Regions from separate parts of the Rattus norvegicus genome. Here region 2 is linked to region 1. A link is a contact called in public Hi-C data. All regions are on one chromosome and are shown on one strand. The core of a region is the stretch at or near the end of the contact, and the rest is flanking DNA. Distances in the headings are between cores, read along the strand shown.

Region 1 (7,875 bases), core at 2,439-4,938:
AGCTCTGGGAGGTCGGGAAGCACTGAAAGGATATGAGCTTCGAAAATGTCTGTCAATGTCCTGCAGCCACTCCAACATGTCAGTCACGGAGGGGCTCACAACCGAGGGCCTCAGGAGAGTATCGATGTCAAGCACGTCCGCATGCTGCTCATAGGTCTGAAACACCTGCTCCACGTGGCTGCTGATGGTGTTGCGAACCCTGAGGAGGGTGGCTCTGTAGAAAAAGTAGGGAGTTAGGTGGTATCCCAGAAAAGATAGGGGGGTAAGGCTTCTCAAATCACTACTGCCATTTTGAGGTTTTGTTTCAGAGGGGACTTAAACCCTTAGACATGTTAGGAAAGCGGTCTACCACTGAGCTACATTCTAATCTCACTTTATAAATTCTTTTTAATTTAGTATGGGGGAAGGGCATGCACATGCCAGAGCACATGTGTGGAGATCAGAGGACTACTTTGTGGTGTCCATTCTGTCCTCCCACCCAGAAACATGGGTCCTGGGGAATGAACCCAGGTCATCAGGCTTGAATACCAAGTCTCTCTACCCAATGAGCCATCTTAACTGCCCATGATGGTCAGTTCTTGAATGGCAATGTGGGCTCAGCGTGCACAGCCTGCTTAAGGAAATGAGTTATTTCCCCTGTGCATAAAGCTCCATTGCTCACTGTGTCTTCCAAGAGCAGCGAACACACAGTGAATCAGTCAATTCACTGTCACCAGAGAGAGAAATATGATGGTGTATATAAGGTGCCTTTAGCAGTGCCTACATATCATTCTAATGCTGACGCAAAGGGACTCATCACTAAAACAAAGACTGCAACTTCCCAATGGACAAGGAATCTCCCAGCCCAGAACTCTAGCTCTAAAGATCCGGCTGTGTCTTACAGTGTAAAAACAGGAAACAACCCAAAACCAGCAAGTCTGTAAGTCCTGCTTATACACTGTGACTTAACAAACAGAAAACAGAGTATCAGTAACGCCTGAGTTGTTACTGTTTTGTGGACTGGTTACACATGTATCCACTTGTGTGTAGAAGGAGGTGGTGGTGAGGAGCCCAGCTTAAGTGGCAGGCACACTTCAGAATCCCGGCTCTAATTCTCACTGGCTCTGTGATCAGGACAATCAGTTTATTTTCTGTCTTCTTGCTTCCAAATGCATAAGCAGGGTTAAGCCAGGGGTGTACAAGGTCCTGTACATACAGTCTTTAATCCTGGCTCTCACTGACTCTACAGAATACCAAGGAAGACTCTTCTTCCTCTCCTCTTCTTTTCTGCTTTTGTCATTTCTTCAGTTATGTAATTGGTTTGGGGTTATTTTTATTTGTTTGTTTACTTACTTATTTTATTTTGAGACTGGGTCTGTCAGTGTAGCCTTGATTGTCTTGGAACTCTCTACGTAGACCAGGCTGGCCTTGAACTCAGAGATCTGCCTGCCTCTGCCTCCTTAGTACTGAGATTAAACACTTGGCCTGGTTTGGGTTTTTTTAAAACAACCTACTCCAGGCTGGCCTCGAACTTACAGACATTCAATCTTAGCCCCCTGCATGATTACTCCTGACTTGCTTCTGTCAACTTTTGTAGGCCCACCATGACTGAGGCTGAGATGCCCTACAGCCTTAAGATCTGTCCATCAACAAAGGGGGACACAGAGCATCTTACAGCCTCTCAGTTAGCTTGTCCAGGACAATGTCACCAGCCTCTAGTTGCTTGCGCCTCAATCGCTCCTGCAGGTCTGGAAAGGGACGAAGGGCTAGCACATCCTCAAACCGCAGACTTTGTGCAGCTTGCAGCTGCTCAGCCAGATTGCTGAGAGAGGAGAGGAGGGGCAAGCAGTCCTGCAGAGTGCTCTGCCACAGGTCCTGCTGTTCCTCCACCACGGGGAAGCACTTCTTCAGGGCCTCCTGCACAACCAGCAGCGGCTGGTCATGAGCCATCTTCTGGGTAGAAAAACAAAACAAAACAAAACAAAAGAGAGTCAGGGTACCAAAAAGGGAGAGCCTACATCAAGGGTGAGTCATTTTTGACCTCATGAGAAGACCAGATTTGGTTTTCAAATAGTCCCAAGGCAATATTGAAAGGTAGGGAGACTCTAGGTGACACAGAAAAGAACTCTTCGTCCTGGAAGCAGGTTGACACTTTCGACCAACAATGAAGTAAGAATTTCAGCAGCATACTTACCAACTGCTTAAGGCCTTCCTTCCTTCCATGTTCTAGAAATCTCACCAGAAATCCCATTTACAGAGAAAGGTCACACACTACTCCATTTACAACCAACTGCTTAAGGCCTTCCTTCCTTCCATGTTCTAGAAATCTCACCAGAAATCCAATTTACAGAGAAAGGTCACACACTGCTCCATTTACAACCATAGGAGCTCCTGATTTCACTTTATTGGATTGTAATACCATCAGAGAATATTGGAAGCCCTCTCACTTACTTCTCTTCTCAAACAACTTTTTGTTTGAAGAGAATAACAAGGGTTCTTTAGAAACCCTTTTGAGATGTAACCTGAAAGCTACCAAAATAAGTATACACGGCTAATGTAATATGACTTTAATCCCAGCACTCTGGAGGCAAAGCCAGGTGATCTCTGGGTTTGAAGCAAGCCTGGTCTACAGTCCCAGGATGGCCAGGGCTACAGAGAAACCCTGTCTCAAGAAACTGGGGGGCGGGGGATGGTGTCAACTGTTGATCTCCCTGGAGAAGACCAGACCCACATGACTATGTCTAACTTTCTGAGATTGTTTGAGCAGCCTTCAAGTGTATTCTATTTTATGCCTAAGTGCTTCTCTCTTAATCCCTGTGCTTAAGCCTGTATTAAAAGCTTTAGGCTGGGAGTTGACGAATGTACCTTTAATCCTAGCACATGGAAGACTGAAACAGGCAGATCTCTGTAAGTTCGAGGCTAACTTAGTCTACACAGAGACTGCCAGGCTAGCCTGAGTTAAATGGTGAGCCCCCGTATCAAATGTGTGCATGTAACTCTGCTTCATAGACTGGCTAGTGCTGAGTTCTTTCCAGCCTCAGAGCCATCAACTGAGCTGAAGTCCCTAAAAGGTTAGGGGAACTCCTCACCTTGCTGAAGTAGGCAGAGTGAAGCTGTGCTCCTCTGTCTTGTCACCGCTGACACTCAAGAATAAAGATTGCGGCGGTCCTCTTACCAGTTCTCTGCAGAAGGACTGCAGGTCTTCCGAAGGGGTTTCTAAACGACAGTGCAATCTACTTTAGATTGCGAAGCCCTGGGGTCTGTCTATCCCCGGACCAGTGCTTCTGGAGTCTTGTCTCCTCTCTTTAAGATTTCCAGCCCTGTTCCTAAATCAACAGGAAAACGTAAATCCTGGGTTGTCAACACTGAGTACATCAAAAACTACACGGGGCTTGGCACTGTCTGCTCATTCACAAGACCGAACTCACCACTCCAGTTCTAGTTAGCACGACTCTGGAGTCGCGAAAAGATGGCGTATGCCTCAATGACTTCTGGGCATTGTAGTTCTCCATAAGGATTGGCTGACGGAGGGAGAAGAAGCTTTGTTGTGATTGGACTTTGTGAGAACCGTCCTAAGACGACGATTTGCTATTGGCTAGGCTGTGCCCGTTGAGTTTGAATTGGGTGGCGGTTAGTGGAAGATCAACCCGTCCCTCAGCTGGAGCTGTAAGGTTTCCTGAGTCTGTTTTGGGACCCCCAGGTTTGTTTCCGCAGAGTTCAGGATACCTAGACTCCAACGACTGAACTTCCGCTGCTCCCCGACCACTCACGCCCTCTTTCCCGGTCTCATTCGCTAACCCGGCAGCTCGGCCCCTCGCTGGACGCACCCTGGTGTCATGGCTCCTAAGAAACGCAGCAGCCGCGGGACCAGGACCAACACACTGCGGAGCCGGAAGCTCGCCTCCTTCCTAAAGGACTTCGACCGCGAGGGTAAGGGGTGGATTCGCGTGATCGTGAGTTTTGGGTGGGTTGGGGCGCGGGTGCGACGGCTTCGCACACCTGACGCGGGATCCATCGGCTTTCACCTCTTTGCAGTGCAAGTTCGAACCAAGCAAATTGAGTCCGACAGGCAGACCCTCCTCAAGGAGGTGGAAAATCTCTACAACATCGAGGTCCTTCGGCTCCCCAAGGCGCTGCAAGTCATGAAGTGGCTTGACTACTTTGGTAAGAGCTGCTAGCGTTTCCCCCGTGGCCGATTAGTGCTTATCTTGAAAACTTTCTATAGGGACTCATTCAGATGTCTTAATAAGGTCTTAAATAGCCACCGGTGGGAAATTGCCATCTGTCATAACTTATAAAAAAAAAAGTGATAGACCCATTGGAAAGAAGCGGGCATGAATTACCCTTCAGATGAGTGTTATTAGGATAGTGCTTCACACTTTCACTGCTCAGTGGGAGGAGAGCTTTAGAAGGTATATACCAGAGATAGATGAGGGGGGGGGAGGGGGGGGCTGAAGGAAGAGGGAGGGAGGGAGAGGGAGGGAGGGAGGGAGGAGGAGGAGGAGAAGGAGGAGGAGGAGGAGGAAGAGGAAGAGAGAAAAGATCAAATCCATAGTACAAAGTGAGCTTCTGATTCTTGAAGGCTTTCAGAGGTTGGGGAAGGCCGTTCCACACTGACCTGACCTAGCCTAAGCTAGCCTAGGCAAGGATGCAGGCACTTGGTAGGACTATAAAAGTTTTCCTGCCGATTTACAGAGGAGGGAGAGAAATGCAAGACCAGGATACATCATGTTTTCTCCGCATCTCTGTGTCCAAGGGGAGAGTTGCAGGAGGGCACATCCATATTTTGGAGAGGAAAGAGGCAGTTTATGATCTGAAACCACCTTACTGCTCAGTGCACCTGAAACTGCCATCCAGCCCATGGGCAGGCAAACCATGGTCCTTAACTGGCCAGGTAACAAATAATTTAGATTTCTGGAATTGGATTTCTACTATAGTTCCAAAGGAGCTGTGATGAGTTTGATTTCTGGGCACAATGAAATGTCAGTTTCACGTAACTTTCACACATCTTCACACATCGGGGAAATACTTGTGCAAACTCGGCCTTCTAAATGAATAAATTAAGAAAAAGATGATTTGGTTTTGTCAGAGCTCAATTAGAACAGTATGCTCAAACAGCTCTGTCTTAAGGAAATTGCCAACTTAAAAATGAGCACCTCACTTGTGAACTGCAAAAATAAGAGTGGTTCTCTGACCAGAGAAAAATCCCAACCCATTTCCCACCACTATTGAAACCTCCAAGGAAACACGGAGCCAGACCACAATTAAAAACAGGGTTTTCGGGGTTGGGGATTTAGCTCAGTGGTAGAGCGCTTGCCTAGCAAGCGCAAGGCCCTGGGTTCGGTCCCCAGCTCTGAAAAAAAAAACAAAAACAAAAACAGGGTTTTCCAGTAAATAGCACAGTCCTGGGGTTCACAAATATTCTGTAATGCAGACTGGCGTCAGACTCAGGTCTGCCGGCCTCTGCCTTCTCCGTGCTAGGATTAAAGGCGTGTCACCGCCCGGCCATGATGATGATTTGTAATGAGGAGCTCACCTAAGCTTTCATTCTATATCTTTTTGCCAGGACCAAGGGATATTGTCTCTGGAATTCAGTTCAGGCAGGAGTAGAGACCTAAGTAGCTTTTGAGTAATTTGCTGTACTGTGTAGATATGTATTTGTAGTTTGAAGCAGTCTGTTCAACAGTTTTAATGTGGCATTTGAGCTGAGTTTTAAAGAATGAGTAGAAATTTTTAGGGCACAGAGAAGTGTTCTGAGCAGAAGAAATACTTAGTATCAAAGCTCTGGGTCTGAGGATAGCCTGTCTGAGAAACAACAGGAACTCTGAAGACAGAGATGATGGAATCATGAGCTAGACAGGGAGGATCCAACTGGAGAAAGATCAAAAGACAGGCTAGAGGGTCCTTCACTGGTCCGATGGAGGAGGTAATTAATAGTGCTAGAAAGGTCATTCAGACCTGACAGTAACGAAATATGGTGTTCTTTTTAAAGCCCTAGGAGGAAACAGACAGGCCCTGGAAGAGGCAGCAACAGTAAGTGAACCATCTTGATTTTGTGTTGTTAGTTTGTAGGTTTAATTCTGTCAAAAAAAAAAAAAAATCTAACTACTAAGTGTATACTGTAGAAAAGGTTTTGTCAGGGGACATTATCCGTGTCAACTGAAAAAATTATACTGTGTCAAGATACTGCATATGTGAAGTCCAAATAGATCTCAGTCCTAAAAGAGGAGTGTGCTGTGTGACAGCCCCTTCTTTCCATCTGTGAGTTCTTCCTCTGGGCCTCCACCAACTATGGGTCAGAAACATTCAGAGAGAAAAAATTGTGTCTATACTAAATAATTACATACCTCTAAGCTCTGCAACTGGGCAACTATTCACATAGATTTACCTCGTGTTTAGTGCTCTGACTTGTTCAGAGAAAATTTAAAATAAATATAGGTTCATGCCTTTAGTTCCCAGCACTTGGGAGGTAGAGGCAAGCGGATCTCTGAGTTTGAGGCCAGCTAGGACAATAAATGAACTATAAGACATGTCTAAGTCGTATGCAAATATTACATTTTCTTTTTGATTTCCTGAGATAGTCTCACATAGGCCGGCCTAGAACTCATGATCTTCCTGCCTTCCGTACCTCCATGGGTATCAAAAACCAGATGTATATATGTGTATTTGGAGGATTTTGTTATATTTTTGCCCACGTGTTCTATATCACCTCCCCCTTTTAGGATTTATTTAATGTATATGCGTGTTTTGCCTGCATGTATGTATGTATGCCACATTCATGCTTGGTTATGGAGGTCAGAAGAAGGTGTCGGATCCTTGGGCCTGGAGTTACAGGTGGCTGTGAGCCACCATGTGGGTCCTGGAAATTGACCCTGAGTCCATTGTAAGAATAACTAGTGCTGGGGGCTGGAGAGATGGCTCAGTGGTTAAGAGCACTGTCTGCTCTTCCAGAGGTCCTGAGTTCAATTCCCAGCAACCACATGGTGGCTCACAACCATCTGTAATGAGATCTGATGCCCTCTTCTGGTGTATCTGAAGAAAGCCATAGTGTACTCACATACATAAAATAAATACATCTAAAAAACACACACACACATACACACACACAAAAAGAATGACTAGTGCTGTCACCCAGAGTTGTCTCTGCACTCCCTGCCCCCGCCCCCTTATAGTTTGTTAAGACTACAGAAATGAGACCATTCTGTATTGGGATATTTGGCTTTTTGTCCTGTGTAGCACCATGATTACAGGGGTGAGAGTCCTTTGCTAGTCACAGCAAGCATCTGTTAACCTTGCCTGGGTTTGTGTTAATGAAGTGACCTTTGGAAAGTCCTCAGACATACTGGATGGGGTCCTGTCTGCCAGGGAACTCAGCTATACTCTCAAAGGATTGGAATAAAGGCCTAAAAGTAAGCTGTCCTGCAATGGCCACCATCAGTCATGCCTGTGTTCTTCCATACACCCCTAAACAAACAGGTTTTGAGAGCCACCGGGGTGGGGAGGGCATGGGAGTTCTGTGACCTCTCCCCAACACTTTGCCCTACATAGCATTTGGTAGGGAAGCTTGTGTGTTTCCTTTTCCTTATGAAGGATGAATAATGTTAATCTATGAAGTAAATTGGAAATGGTCAGATTAGCTTATAAACATACAAATGTAGATGAACATGGGGAATTCATCAGAGGATAGGGAAAGAAATATAAAGTAAGGGCTTAAAAATAGGGGCTTGGACCTTTGGAGGGAAAGAGGTGACTGCAAGTTATGGGAGGTGAGGAAGAGATCCCAAAGAGAGCAGAGGCTATCCTGTTTACACAGGCAGTCTCCTAGGCCAGTGTTAGCCCTGCAGTCTGCCTGTGCAGATCTCTTAGGCAGCTGGGACTTCCGTTGGCAGGGCTCTG
Region 2 (7,875 bases), core at 1,712-4,211, 130 kb before region 1:
CCTGCCCTTTTTACTTTTGAGAAAGCTTCTTTGTAATATTTTTTTTAAAGATTCATTTTTATATTTACTTTATGTATATGAGCACGAGTACACTGTAGCTGTCTTCAGACACGCCAGAAGGAGGATTCGGATCCCATTACAGATGGTTGTGAGCCACCATGTGGTTGCTGGGAATTGAACTCAGACCTCTGGAAGAGCAGTCAGTGCTCTTAACCCTGAGCCATCTCTCCAGCCTCCCTCAGTAATCTTTTAAAACCAGTATTGACCCCAGCTCCGGAAAAAAAAAAAAAAAAAAAAAAAAAAAACAACAGTATTGAACTTGTGATCTTCTTGCCTCAGTGCAGAATTATATGCACACACCACCACACCTGCTTCTTGTGAGACGTTACTAGGGGAACTGGAAGTCAACTCTGCAGTTAAAAGCACTTTCTCTCCTTCCAGAAGAGCTGGGTCAGTTCCTAGCACCTAAGGTGGCTTGCAGCCAATCTTAACTCAAGTTCTAGAGAATCTGGTACCCTTTTCTGGACCTGTCTGGTATGGGCACCAGACACACACACAGTACGTACACATACGTGTGGGCAGGGAAAGCACTCATACACATGCAAAAAATTTATTTTTTAAAAGATCTGTCTCTGTCACACACATGCACACACACAAATTCTAACATTTACATAGATATATAGACAAGGGGAAAAAAAAGAGGGTAGTGTGGAGAGATGGTTCACTAGTCAAGAGCACTGACTGCTTTTTCCAGAGGACCTGGGTTCAATTCCTAGCACCCACATGGCAGCTCACTCTAGTTCTAGGGCTTCTGAAACCCTCACACCAATGCAGCAAAGAGGGCATTCAGTTTCGAGACTTACTATGTAAATGCGGCAATCAAGTCTGCATGCGATTGGCCAGATAGACATATACCTGAGTTTCAATGTGGAAGTAAAATAATCCAATGGAGAAAACCAATGTCCTTTGAAAAAATGGTACTGCAGCACATGGGCACTCGCAGGCCCAACCATCTGTGACCATCTGTGCTGGTTTAAACAGCACCACAGACAGTCTTCAAACCTAAAGACAGGTTGCATCCAGGAACTGAGAGAGAAGCGGCTGGGCAGGGGGAAAGGAAGAATAAAGGCGGAGAACGAGTCACTGAAGAACATCGGAGGCATCCTGATGGCAGTAAATGTGTCCTGACCAAGACACTGTCCACGGGTGTGTGAGAAGTTACCGCTGGGAGAAATGTGGACATGTTTCCCACTCTGTATTATTTCTGAATCAAATCAACCATTGCTTCCAAATGCTAAGATTTCAGGAAAGACAGCCCCAAATACATATCTGGTTTTTAGAAAAGCTCACTGCAGGGACAATGAAACATGTCTACACACCATGGCTGCAACCTCTTCAGGTCCGGCAACAGCTCTGGACTTGAGTTTCCCATCCAAGGTTCCTGCCCACTCAACTCACCTGCTTCACTTTGACCGTGGAGTAGTGGGGACTCCGGCTTCTCTTAGTCCGAGGAGACTTGCTTCTTCTGCCGGAGGACTTGCTTTTCTTTTTGGCTGGGGACCTTTTCAGAGCATGATACACAGGATTTTTACCTCAATGGCCCTTCCCCCACATAAGTTAGCTTCCAGTATGAGGCTCACCTCCTAAACACAGCACACGTGTGGACTCTGTAGCCACGGCAGGCCTTTACCTTCAATAAACACTTCTCCCAGCCACATACACAACTGCCTGCTAAGCCTCCTCACTTAGACAACCTAATGAACCCCAAAGCCTTAGAAACCTTTCTTTCCCAGTCTGTCATCCTAATTGGCACTACTATCCAGGAAGTCAATCTAGCCTGTTTTTTTCCCTCACATATTTCCTTCTCTAACAACCACATCCAACCCCTTAGCAGGTCTAAGGGCCCCGCCCTGTCCTCCATCCCACATCATTTCTACCAGCCTACAATGCTGCTCCATCACTCAATTCCAGATATGCTGCCTGTTTCATTTTTGGTTTTTTTATTGTTGCTGTTGTTGTTCAACCTTTAAAACAAACAGAATTCCAATTCAAGTTCTGTGCATATATTTCTCTCTCTCTCTCTCTCTCTCTCTCTCTCTCTCTCTCTCTGTGTGTGTGTGTGTGTGTGTGTGTGTGTGTGTGTGTGTGTGTGTGTCTGTGTGTGTGTACAAGCTCAGGATCCTCCTAACTTATGGTCTCCATTGCTGTGTTACAAAGCATGCCCACCACACTGGGTTCTTCCTGGATTCTTCAAAAGAGAATGGATCAATCATATCGGTCTCAGCTTAAAGATCACCTCTGTAGAAGTCCTCACTTCTTTCTACCCAACCTCTCGCTACCATATTACAGTTTTAATTTGTCTTTAACACTAACTGAAATTATCTGTTATTTTCCTTAGGGTTAGAGCATGCCCAATTTCGCCAAGTTGTAAAAGCATCTCTCTTCTTTGCCTTGTGACCCAGTACCTTAATTGATCGTTAAGCCACACTACGCACTCAGTAAATCGATGCTTTATGGAGGCATCGGCGAATGAGTGCCGAGAAGAAGTCGCCAAGACCCACCGTGAAATACTCTTTGTAGGTAGAGTGGAAAAGACATTCCCACCGTCCGCTCGTGGGCAGGCGGGGGAATCTCATTTCAACTCAAAAGGTGCTTTGCACTCCCGAGTCGCTCGCACCACCCGGTCCCCGCGCCATCCCGTCCGCGGCCTGCTTACCGGCTCGCTCCCCGGGCTCGGCTCCCGCGGTGACCAGCCGAGCCCGACTCGGCGGCGGGCGGGGGCGGGCTAGCGGCTGGAGCGTCAGGTCGGCGGTGTGCGACGGGTTCGGGGCTTAGACGTTCCTGCTTCACTACTACGGTCGCCAAAGCGTCGCCTGACCGGTGTCGCCGCCGGCTGCTTCGCTCCCGCTCGCTCTTCCCCGCTTTCATCCTGCGGCCCGGCCGAGAGTCACTTGCACAGTCCGTTGAGCCACTTGAGCCAAAGGAAGTGACGGACCGCTTTGCACTTCCGCTTCCGGGCAGCACGCTATCCCAGAAGCCCTCACGGTGTCGGGCCCCCCTGGTGGGCGGGGCCCAGTGCTTGAGTTCACACCCTGGGAATCCCCGGGCTAGTGGCACTGGGGTCCTGGCTGCTGGAGAGGTGTGGCTGGAATACTGAAAAGTTACGACCAGCCTCCGATCGCAGTAAATTCGAGGCCAGCCTAGGCAATTTAGTGAGACTCTGTCTCAAATTTTGGAAAAGTTGCAGCTCGTGTAGCGCAAAGCCCTGGATTCATCCTCAGCACTGCCAAATACAAATCAGTTAGAAGGGGAGTGAAGGCTGAGACAGAGTGAGCGTTTACCTCGCGTGTACGAAGCCCTGGATTAACCCCCAGGACTTCAAAAAGTGACAATTTTTTTTTCTCGAGACAGGGTTTCTGTTTAATCCTGTCTGTCCTAGAACTCACTCTGTAACCAGGCTGACCTTGAATTAACAGAGATCTGCCTGCCTCTGGCTCCCGAATGCTGTCATTAAAGGTGTATGGTACCATCACCCAGCTTTAAAACAAAAAAGAAAAAATCTTATGTGGGAAAGCTAATCCAGCTCTGTTCGTTGCGCGTTCTTAGTAGTTATGAAACACAGACACGTACTCAACACTGTGAAATTCTTTTTTGTTTCTTGAGATAGTGTCTCTATATAGCCTTGGCTGTCCTGGAACTCACAGAGATCCGCCAGCCTCTGGCTTCCAAGTGCCAATCGTCGCCAAATACTATAAATGACTTTCGTTTCAAGCAAAGGTGGTCTGTCCATTTCATCACATCCCGAATTAGACCTAACGCTAGGGCTCCAATCTTGTTTACCAAGAAGTTTAGTGCTGGTGGAGAAAGCACAGTAGGACAAAACTTGCACGCGGCCGGGCACCGCCTTCCTCCGAAGCCCCGCCCCGTCCATGGGGCAAGGAGCGGAGGGGTTTCCATGGTGATCGCAAACAAGGCTCCACCCGGAGGGACCGCTACGGAGTTGCAACCCCTACAGCCACCATGATACCCCCCGCAGACTCTCTGCTCAAATATGACACCCCGGTGTTGGTGAGCCGGAATACAGAAAAACGGAGCCCCAAGGTATGAACATGTCTCAGGAAATGCGAGATCCTACAAAATCCCGTGGGGAAAGACATCCCAGGTTTGAGGATCTCTGGAATTTCAGGAGACAGATTGCTAGGGCTGACAGCCAAGGGAACTTGGACAAGGATGGAGGTTGGGAGAAGACTACAAGAAGCCTAACTGTGACCCTAGAGGACAAATTTAAGATGAGAAAGAAGTCACATGGAAAAGATGAGGCTTGTGGTAGTGAGGTCCAAGAACAGGTCTGGTTGTGACTTACCTATGTCTACACAGTCAGAGCAGAGGCCTTACCACCATTCTAGAAACACCAGTTCAAATACAGGGACAGAGCCAGACATATCCCTCGTGGTCTTCTGCGCTCCTGTTTATTTAGAGACCACAGATGAGGGAAATAGGCCGGAAATGGGGAAAGCTCGACAAGAGACTGAGGCAAATCTGGAGGGACTGGACTGACTCACCTGTTTCTTCTTAGGCTCGGCCACTGAAAGTCACAGTTCAGCAGCCTGGACCCTCTGGTGCAGGCCCACAACCACCCAAGGCCAAGCTGCCCTCAACTTCCTGTGTCCCAGATCCTACCAAACAAGCAGAAGAAATCTTGAATGCCATCCTGCCTCCAAGGTAGAGAGAGAGGGATGACTGGGAGAAGGTTTAAGCTCTTGGCCCCAGAACATAGGTGTCTCCCTGTGTTTTACCTTGGATTTCCCCTAAGCTTTCTGGAGTTCATGGAGTCTCATATGGCTGGATGCTCATAGCCAGGCAGGCACCCTCTAAAACCATGCCCTCCACGTTCTGAGCACTCTCGTGACTTTAGATGTCTGCTTTCACAGTTGGGTCTTCTTAGCTCAGACCTGTTCCTCCTAAACCCCCTTCCCGATACTCTGTTTCTTTGGTATCTCCATCAAGATTCCTCATAGAGAGTTTAATCCCAGCACTCTGCAAGACACAGGAGGATTGCCTCAAAGTCAAGGCCAGCCTGGACTACAGAAGGAGTACTAGACTGGCCAGTGCTACATAACAAAGTGTGTCTCAAAAGCCCGTAAATGTTCAATAAGGCTAGGCCCAGTGAGCTCACCTTTAATACCAGAACCCAGGAGGCAGAGGCAGGAAGAGTTTGAAGCTAACCTGGGCTACACAGCCTCGCTAGAACTCTCAGAAACCTCCGCCTAATGGGCTTATTTATGTCCACAACAAAAAAGCTTTCTCTTGGATTAAAAGAACCAGAGAACCTGTGAACTTCTCCAGAGATGGAGGCCGAGAGAGAGAGGTGTCACGTATGAGTGGATTCTCTCCCACCAACATAGAAGCTTCTCCCTCTCTTGCCATTCTGCCTGCAAGCCCGTCATTGCAGAACTCGGCTGTTCCTCCAGCACAGAATTCATCATGGGCAGCCATTGCAAGTGCAGCACTTTAAGAACCTCCATACTCCCAACATACACAAATGCTTCCTAGTGGCTTGCACGAGGTTTATGGTGTTCTGTGTCTTCACCATAAGCCAGTGTAGGGGGGTTTCCACCACATTCTCCATTCAAATCAAGCAGCATGACCACACATCTGTCCTCAACATGCTAGGCAGGTATGACCTGGAGCAGAGGGTTGTAGTCTCGTGGAGAATAGAGAGTGCCCATCTGCCCAACAGTAAGGTATGTGTCCTGTGGAGGCTGCATAGTGGACGTGGCTCAGGAAAGAGAGGGAGGCAGAAGTGACAGGATGGCTATGCTGCCCACCCCCACTCCCTGCTCCTGCCCAGGCAGAGTTCCAAGGGCCCTCTGCTCAGGTCTGGTGGCTTGTATCTGTGTCACAGGGAGTGGGTAGAAGACACACAGCTATGGATCCAGCAGGTGTCCAGCACACCCAGCACCAGAATGGATGTGGTGCATCTCCAGGAGCAGCTGGACCTGAAGCTGCAGCAGAGGCAGGCCAGGGAGACGGGCATCTGCCCTGTGCGCAGGGAACTCTACTCCCAGTGTTTTGGTGAGTAGCCTTGGTGGTGTGTTTGCCACACACTCTCTACCTCCTTCTAGCCAAAAGCCAAGCCCTGAGTATTCCAAATGATCCCCACCCCCCATTCAGAAATCATCCCTTCTCCTTCTGCCTGATTTCCCTACAACTGCTAAGTCTACTCCCTTCCATTCCTAGCCTAACCTCTCCACCTCAGCCACTCATCCATCTTTCGTGGTCACTGGGGTGCCTGATCCCTCACGGGGTTTGGTTCTTATTTAGATTTAGATTTATTTGGGTGTGGGTGTGCATGTGCACACAGGCATGTTTTCATGAGGGCCCATGTGCATGGCATGAGTGTGGAGATCAGAAGACACCTTGCAAGAATTGATTCTGGGGGTTGGGGATTTAGCTCAGTGGTAGAGCGCTTGCCTAGCAAGTGCAAGACCCTGGGTTCGGTCCCCAGCTCCGGAAAAAAAAGAAAAGAAAAGAGAAGAAAAGAAAAAAAAAGAATTGATTCTGTCCTTCTACCAGGCTGATTCTAGGGAATGGCTCAGGCCATCAGGCCTGTCTTTACCTACTGAACCATCTCACTGTCCCCTCCCCTTGATGGGTATTTGGAGTAAGGTAAGAACTTCCACTTTAGCCAGATATGGTGGCATATGCCTTTAATACAGGCCCTCAGGAAGTAAAGGCAACAGATCTCTCTGGCTTGAGGTCAAGCTGATCTACATAGTGAGTTCCAAGTTAGCCAAGTCTACCTCTAAAAAACAACTTTTAACTTTGAGTCTTTTTTTTTCAAAGATTTCTGTAATAAGTCTATGCTAATTTTGTAAAGACAGGGTCTCAATATGTAGCCCTGGCTGGCTTGGCCTCACAGAGCTCTGCCTGCCTCTGCCTCCTGAGTGCTAGGGTTAAAATAAAGGTGTGTCATTGCTCCTGGCATAACACTTTTAAAAACAGATTTATTTATTTTATGTCTGTGAATGCTCTATCTGCATGTACACTTAAAAAAAAAAAACAAACTCCGCTCAGCCCATATTCCAGAACAATGCTGCTGTCATTTGTACTTGGATGATGTGAGACTTGAAGACGTGCCTGATGTGCCCACTGAATGCTGATATCAATGGCTACCCTCTGCTCCGTCACCCTAATGCTATGGGCTCCCAACTGCAAACTCTCCCAACCTCTCAGGCAGATTCAGATTCAGCACACTGGCTTTAGCCTGCTAAGTGTGAGTGTGGCTTGCCCTCCAATTTGGAGACTTATAAAGGGAGAGAAGCAAGTTCTTGACCCTGCTGCTCTTAGTCCCAAACCAGTCTAGCAAAGAGGAGCCGATCCCCTCTCCCCTCCTTCCCCACAGACAGGGTTTCTCTGTGTAGCCCTGTAGACCAGGCTGGCCTGGAACTCAGAGATCCGACTGCCTCTGCCTCCAGAGTGCTAGAATTAAAGGCATGCGCCACCACTGCCCAACTTAACAGCAGCATTTTTAAACACCACCGTTTGAGAATGCTAGTTCATTCTATATCTGCTTTGTGCCTGAACATGGAAGCGAGGGGGACCAATTGCCACAAACACACCTGACGCTCTAGTCCCTCTCTCCATGCCAAGCTCACTGATATGCTTCTTCCTTTTCTTTCTTTCTTTCTTTTTTTTTTTTTCCCGGAGCTGGGGACTGAACCCAGGGCCTTGCGCTTGCTAGGCAAGCGCTCTACCACTGAGCTAAATCCCCAACCCCGACATGCTTCTTCCAAGAGGAGTGGCTGTGCGGCCTTTTCTTTGGATCGTGGAAAGCACCCTGTCATAGGGCCTTCTTGTAAACCATATATTTGG

What was found. Hi-C and Micro-C count contacts between places; a contact is called where the count stands out from the background.
Region 2: a contact with region 1 is called in a Hi-C map of hepatocytes, with 2.9 times the contacts expected there. The contact joins the promoter of Snip1 here to the promoter of Cdca8 in region 1. A contact is called at or near these places in 12 of 12 Hi-C or Micro-C datasets (the A7r5 cell line, the Rat2 cell line, Schwann cells and 7 more) and 1 of 1 datasets of contacts at active chromatin or transcription factors (oligodendrocytes).

What each region holds. Positions count from the first base shown.
Region 1 is chr5:142,479,012-142,486,886 of GRCr8, reverse strand. Cdca8 (cell division cycle associated 8) reads left to right here and starts at 3,688. Exons shown (of 10, transcript NM_001025050.1): 1 at 3,688-3,909; 2 at 4,015-4,143; 3 at 5,972-6,012. The coding sequence starts at 3,816. It overlaps Airim (AFG2 interacting ribosome maturation factor), which reads right to left and starts at 3,500. Exons shown (of 5, transcript NM_001109264.1): 1 at 3,155-3,500; 2 at 1,655-1,932; 3 at 35-214. The coding sequence starts at 1,929.
Region 2 is chr5:142,608,114-142,615,988 of GRCr8, reverse strand. Snip1 (Smad nuclear interacting protein 1) reads right to left here and starts at 2,961. Exons shown (of 4, transcript NM_001014069.1): 1 at 2,717-2,961; 2 at 1,459-1,561. The coding sequence starts at 2,928. Dnali1 (dynein, axonemal, light intermediate chain 1) reads left to right here and starts at 4,019. Exons shown (of 6, transcript NM_001031647.1): 1 at 4,019-4,101; 2 at 4,577-4,722; 3 at 5,906-6,075. The coding sequence starts at 4,021.